Regions from separate parts of the Mus musculus genome. Here region 2 is linked to region 1. Evidence: chromatin contacts called from public targeted proximity ligation data. All regions are on one chromosome and are shown on one strand. The core of a region is the stretch at or near the end of the contact, and the rest is flanking DNA. Distances in the headings are between cores, read along the strand shown.

Region 1 (2,964 bases), core at 79-2,578:
CAGAGGCAGTTTCACTAAGACAGATGGAAACAGAAATGGGACCACATTCACTTGGTTATTTGCATAGGGCCAGCCACTGCAAGCTGGAGCCTCAGGACTCAGCCAATGCCTTCTTAGAACTCCTGAAAAGCCACCCCTCCTCTTGTGCTCAGGTCTCATTTGGTGACCCTTTATCCCTTAAGGACTACATCTAAATGATGGGGGCAGGGAGGGAGGTGTCGAAGTACAGCCGAGAGTCATGCTGCCTTGGTTCAACTCTTCATGCTGCCCCTTCAGCTCTGGAGACTTGAATAAATCACTTCATTAAACCTCTGTGCCCTCAACTACAAAGCACTGACAGAGCAGTGACAGAGTGCACTGGATCGAATTGTGCCTGTGGCACCGATAGAGAGTGTACCATGCGCCCGAGCTGTTGTTAGCATTAGTGACTCTGCCATTCCTTCCGAAGGCCTCTCAGAACTCATAAGTTTCTCAAACTTAGATTTTTGTTTCAAATGAAAAAATACTTAATCTGTGGGTGTAATGGCATATGTTTTTAGTTCCAATACTCAGAAGTTTGAGTCATGAGCATAACTTGAGCCTGGGAGTTCAAGGCTACCCTAGGCAGAACAGTAAGACCCCAGATAAGAAATAAAGCATTCATGTTCTTTTGAAATGATTAGAAAAATTTTGTCTGGACTTCATTCAAGGTGTCACAGATGACATCAGGGAAAAAGAACTCTGAATTGATTGTTAAGCTATCCTTGAATGGTTGCTCAGAGCTGCATTCCGTGCATAGAATAAGAAAGAGGAGAAGGAAGAGAAAAAAGAGAAGCTAAGGATGGGACAGTGCAAACGAAAGATCTTACTGCAGAAGGTCAGATGGCAGAGCCATCCATGAGGAAGAGCCCCTGAAGGCGGTCAGAGTTCAGTCATCTTAAATGACACCATGGACAAAGCTGGAGAGAAAGCCACGCTTGAGATTCATAATTGTACATCTAGAAAACGGTTCTCAACTAGAGACTTTGTTCCCAGGGAATGTGTTACAGCGTGCAAAGATCTTTATCATGCTTGGAGGCGTGGAAAGGGAGCTTCTGGTATCACTAGGCAGAGACTCAACACCTTACCTGCACAGGACAGCCCCCTACAACAGAGCTGTCCAGTCCCAGATCTCACCGGGGTGGGAAGTCCCAAAATGGTGACTGTCCGCTGAAGGGCTTTTCAGTGTTTTTACATACTCTGTCCCTTACAATAACTAGTGTTCTCAGACTCCATTCACCTTGGCAATTCCTCTTCCTGCCATCGCCTTCAGGGCTCCTGCTCACTCGCCTAATGTCCTCATGTTTCTCAAAGGGGGGGAAGGAAGCAACCACCAAAGCTGGTCGTTGTGTGACGTCACAATAAAAATCCCAGAAGCCTCCTCATCAATGCCGCTTTAGATAAGTCAACACTTTCCACTCAAATGGGCAACCATCCGGGAAGATTCAATGAAAAGAGTTTCAGCAGCACCCCCCCCCCCAATACACACACGCACACGCGCACGCGCGCACACAGCAGCGGCAGCAACACTAAAACAACAACAAGATGTAGTTTATCAAGATATTAATCAGAAAGGGTTTTCTTGGCTCTTAGTGAGAGTAGCTCGCCAATCAAACAGCAGAGGACAGTGACTGCTGCCTGTTGACCCTGCTAACTCAGTACTATGCTGTGGTAAACTGATAAATTTGTTTAAAAGAGAGTATGCCTCCTTTTACTATATGACTCTCTTGGATGTCTTTTTCTAAGGGGAGGAGCCCAGCTTCCAAGAATCTTGAGTTCAAGCAAGGGAGGAACTGAATCTTCCATGTGAGCCCCGTATAGCCCCAGACGCGGGCCCTTGGGACGTAAAGCATATCCCTTCTTAGAAGCTGCCTCTCTGCTCACGTCAGATAGGAGAGGAAATGGAAAGGTCTTTCCATGAAGCCAAGAGCACAGGGGTGTGGGAGGGGAGTAGGCTGGTAGGAGTACTGGCATGTTTCTCCAAATACAGCCCCTCTCAGAACTACTTGACTTTGGTAGCTAATGCAGGGCTGAGATGACTCGAGCAAGCACCAATGACATTCCAGAAAATCAACCACCAAAATCAGGAGTTTCAGAAAAGCGATAGCTCGGCGGCATCTTTAAGAGTCATTGATGTGTAGCAAGGCTGAAAGGGGTGGATTAAGAACAGAACATACGCTGGGCAGAGTGGTGCAGGCCTTTAATCCCTGCAAGCAGACCTTTGCGTGTTTCAGGCCAGTCTGGTCCACATAATGAGTTCCAGGCCCCACCTCTTGGGCTCTGGTCCCCTTGTACTAAGTCAATGGAAAAATATCTAAGATTGGTGGGCATAAATTTTTACTTCAACTTTGAAATGTTGATATTAGCCAGGTGAGGTAGTAGTATACGCCTTTAATTTCCACACTCAGAGGCAAAGGCAGTCAGATCTCTGAGTTCAAGGCCAGCCTGGTCTACAGAACAAGTTCCAGGACAGCCATAACTGCACTTGTCTAAAAATAAAATAAAATAAAATAAAATAAAATAAAATAAAATAAAATAAAATAAAATGATAAAAAGGTTTATTTTACCTAGAGAAACCCTGTCTCAGAAAAAAAATAAAATAAAATGATGATATTGTGGTGGCTCACACCTGTAATTCCAGATTAAAAGCAGGAAAATCAAGAATCCTAGGTCCTCTCTAGCTACATATGGAGTTCAAGGTCTACCAACATTAGAGTAAGAGGACACTTTATGAAGTTGCATGCCCTCCTCCCACAGGGGCCTTGCTCATCCTCTCTGTTACTGCGTCTTTTTCCATATGTGCTGCTGAATCCAGCACTCTGTTACTTTATAACAAAGAGCAAACATTCTTCTCTCCCAGTGGTTCTCCCATGAGACCCACCCAGACTGATCTCAAACTCCTAGAAACAAAATAAGTGATTCTCCCACCTCCATCTCCCTAGCAGG
Region 2 (3,219 bases), core at 66-2,565, 50 kb before region 1:
GTGTTTGTTTTATTTCAATTTCTTGGTATTACCACGATGGAGTTCTCAGACTGTACTTGGCTCAGACTATGCCGTCTCATGTAGCCCAAGCTGGCCTCAAACTCACTGTATAGCCAAGGATGATTTAAGCTCCTGATCTTCCTTCTGCCCCATCTGCTTGGATTACGGGCTACCATGGCCAGTTTACACGGTACTGGGAATCAAAATCCCAGCTTTGTGCATGCAATGAAAGTCCTTTACAAACCGAGTTTCCTCACCAGCCCTCAGAACTCACTTTGATAGGAGCTTTCTATTCCTGCAGTCCCTACCACATCCTGGATTATAAACGGAAAAGAGAAAGAGAAATGCATTGCTTTAGGGCCTGGGAGGGGGGAGTCCCACTGGTGTCTTATTTTCCCCTGGATACCACCTCTCAGAGCCAGTCGTTCAGCCTCACCAGAAATAAATGCTGTGAGTTTATCCCCCACAGTGTCAAGGTCTCCCCACCTGTCTTGAAGCCTCCATTCTGGCCAATACATTTACCTATGTTTAGAGTCCATGTTTCCTTTGATGAAGCTTTTCCCATTAGGGTCATTTATCAAAGGATTTATGACCCTCAAGGTAAAGTTCTCTGCAACAGGGCCTGAAGGATGATCCCCACACATTAAGAGCACTTCAGGTGCATTAATGTCCCCAGCCCCTGGATTTATTGCAACACAGTAAAGTCTCTCTTCAGAAAGCACACTCTTAGTCCCATTTATCCAGCAGCCGTTTCTAGAAAGAGATTAGGAGTCAAATGATTTGGGGGGGGCGGGCAGTCAAAGAATGCCATCTTTCTAATTAGTGTGTTAAACACAGGAACACCTAATACAAATATTTGGCTATGTGGTCAAGCAGTGACTCTCAGGTCACCAGCAGAACTTTACAGGGGACCCTGAGGGCCCTGCACAATCATCTTCTTGGTTATGACTTCTCAATTGCTCTTCATTGCCAGCACACTGCACTCGGACATAAAGAAAAATCTGCTGAACTAGGGCACTGCCCTGGCTAAAGTGTTTACTCTCTCCTTGAAATGAATAGTGGTCCTGGAAGCCTTTCTGTTTCGTTGGCGGGAGCAGCTTTGCATAAGGTTAGCCCTCCTAACATAGCCTAATGACTCACTGATTTAAAATGCATCCTGGGTAGGTGCCAGGCTTGTGTGGTCACCATGAGAGAGGAAGAAGGGGAAACCTATTTAAAAGTATCTTAGGATAGAAGGATGCCACACCCCCTACTTGGTTACAGTGTAGATTCTGCATATAGTTTTACTAAATGTAGCGGTGGAGAAGATGTTAGTCATGCTTTCTGCTCTGCTGGAGCCCTGGCTCACAAGTAAGACGCAGTGTTTCACTCCATGGGGCTCTGGTGTGCTGGGGTTGCTTCTGGGCGGAAATGAAAGGCAGTTGTGCAGTGATATGAGAAAAATCCTCGCGGCCTGGACTGGTCACAGAGGGCAGAAGCAGCAGAGATGGAAAATATAAATTCTAGGCTCAGTGCCAAGCCTAGTTAGTGGTGCACACCTGTAATTCCAGCGTTCAGGAGGTCAACCTGGGTGACAGAATGAGACCTTCTTTTAAAAAGTAAAACAAACAAACAAATGCTAATTGTTTAATTTAAAAAGCCTTATGAATAAGATTTGGGGGAAGTGCGTTTCACTTCCTATCACTCTTAAGTGGACTCGCACCTTTTCTGTAAGATTTTACTCAGGACTGTCTGTAAATGCTATATTAAGTAAACTCTGAAATGCCTCCGTTTTACAATGCTTTCTCTCATTATCACCCCACTAAACTGCTGTTCCACCTGCACAATAGCTGAATGAGAGGACTTTGTAAAACCTTCTAGAATAATCCTCAGACATCATAAGCTTCAATTCATCTTGGTATGCCCAGAGCCTAATCCCATGTATGGCCTATAGTACATATTCATTAAATTTATTTTTAATTTTATTTATCAGTGTGCCTCTGTGCATCTGTGTGTGTGTGTGTGTGTGTGTGTGTGTGTGTGTGTGTGTGTGTGTGTGTGTGTGTTCTGGCTTGCAGGTGCCATGGTGTTCATGCAGAAGTCAGAAGTCAGTTTAATTCCTCTACCACAGGATGTGGGATTTGAACTTGTGTCTTTAAGCTTGTACAGCATGCACTTTTACTCACTGAGCTATCTCAATGGCCCAGGTAATGAATGCATTCAATGATTTTTTTAAATGCATGGACAGAGAGAATAGACAATTATCAATTTAATATATGTTTTAAAGTATAGATCTTCCTTACAAGTATTGAGACGATTTTTACTGTCATTAATGGATACATTGGCCTAAATACGAGTAGGATCCCCCAAAGACTTTAAAAGTTTGATGGCCAGGTATCCTAGTTAGCTTTAACTGTCAACTTAATATAACCTAGCATCCCCTGAGAAGAAAGTCTCAACTGAAGGATTGCACAGAGCAGATTGGTCTGTTGAGTGAGGGGGTTGTCTTGATCGTCAGTTGATGCAGAAAGTCCCAGCCCACTGTAGGCAGTACCATTCCCTAGGTAGGTGGTCCTGGGCTGTATAAGGAAGCTGGCTGAGCCAATGCCTGAGCAGACCACCAAGCACCATTCTTACATGGTTTCTGATGTACCTACTTGGATGTGAGTTCTCAGATCATAGATTTTGCTGTGTGAAACAGTAAAACACTTCTTGTTCCTGCCCTGTCATCCTTCAGTAGTGGACTGTGACCTCAAACTAGAAGCCAAATTAACACTTTGCTACCCAAGTTGGTTTTGGTCAGAGTGTTTTATCACAGCAACACAAATGAAACAACAGAGCAATGTTACTGGGGCATGCTATGGACTTTTAAGAGGTGGAGCTTACTACAAAGACCTCCGCTGATAAAGGCTTGTCCCTAAAGGGGATTATGGAACTCTGGCATTCCTCCTCTTTGCTGCCTAGCTCCTGACTTGGGTAGTTTCTTTTACACTTCTGTAGCATGTAGCTTCCAGAGGCAGGAGTGCAACTGGCAGCCCTATGTTGAGATCTAGTCTCTGGATCATGCATGGATAAAAATAACCTTTTATCTAAATTAAAATAATTTAATTTTAGTACAGTGGTCCAGAGTGGACTAACACAGTGGATATGAGCTATCAGCTTTCCCCTGAGGCGGTCTGAAGTGCTGAGCAATTCTGCAGCATGAAGTACAGCCAGAAACAATAATGATGATAATAATAG

The links.
Region 2: a targeted proximity ligation map of pancreatic cancer cells shows a contact between it and region 1. A contact is called at or near these places in 9 of 39 promoter capture datasets (the 3T3-L1 cell line, 3T3-L1-derived adipocytes, cranial neural crest and 6 more), 15 of 484 Hi-C or Micro-C datasets (the AML12 cell line, LSK cells, bone marrow-derived macrophages and 6 more), 8 of 130 datasets of targeted methods (the 230-238 cell line, bone marrow-derived macrophages, embryonic fibroblasts and 3 more) and 2 of 9 other capture datasets (adipose tissue and liver).

What each region holds. Positions count from the first base shown.
Region 1 is chr19:37,463,618-37,466,581 of GRCm38.p6, reverse strand. It overlaps 1700122C19Rik (RIKEN cDNA 1700122C19 gene), which reads right to left and starts at 1,328. Exons shown (of 2, transcript NR_131009.1): 1 at 1,259-1,328.
Region 2 is chr19:37,513,092-37,516,310 of GRCm38.p6, reverse strand. No RefSeq gene overlaps it. Among named protein-coding and RNA genes, the nearest start is that of Gm32294, 21 kb to the right of the region's middle.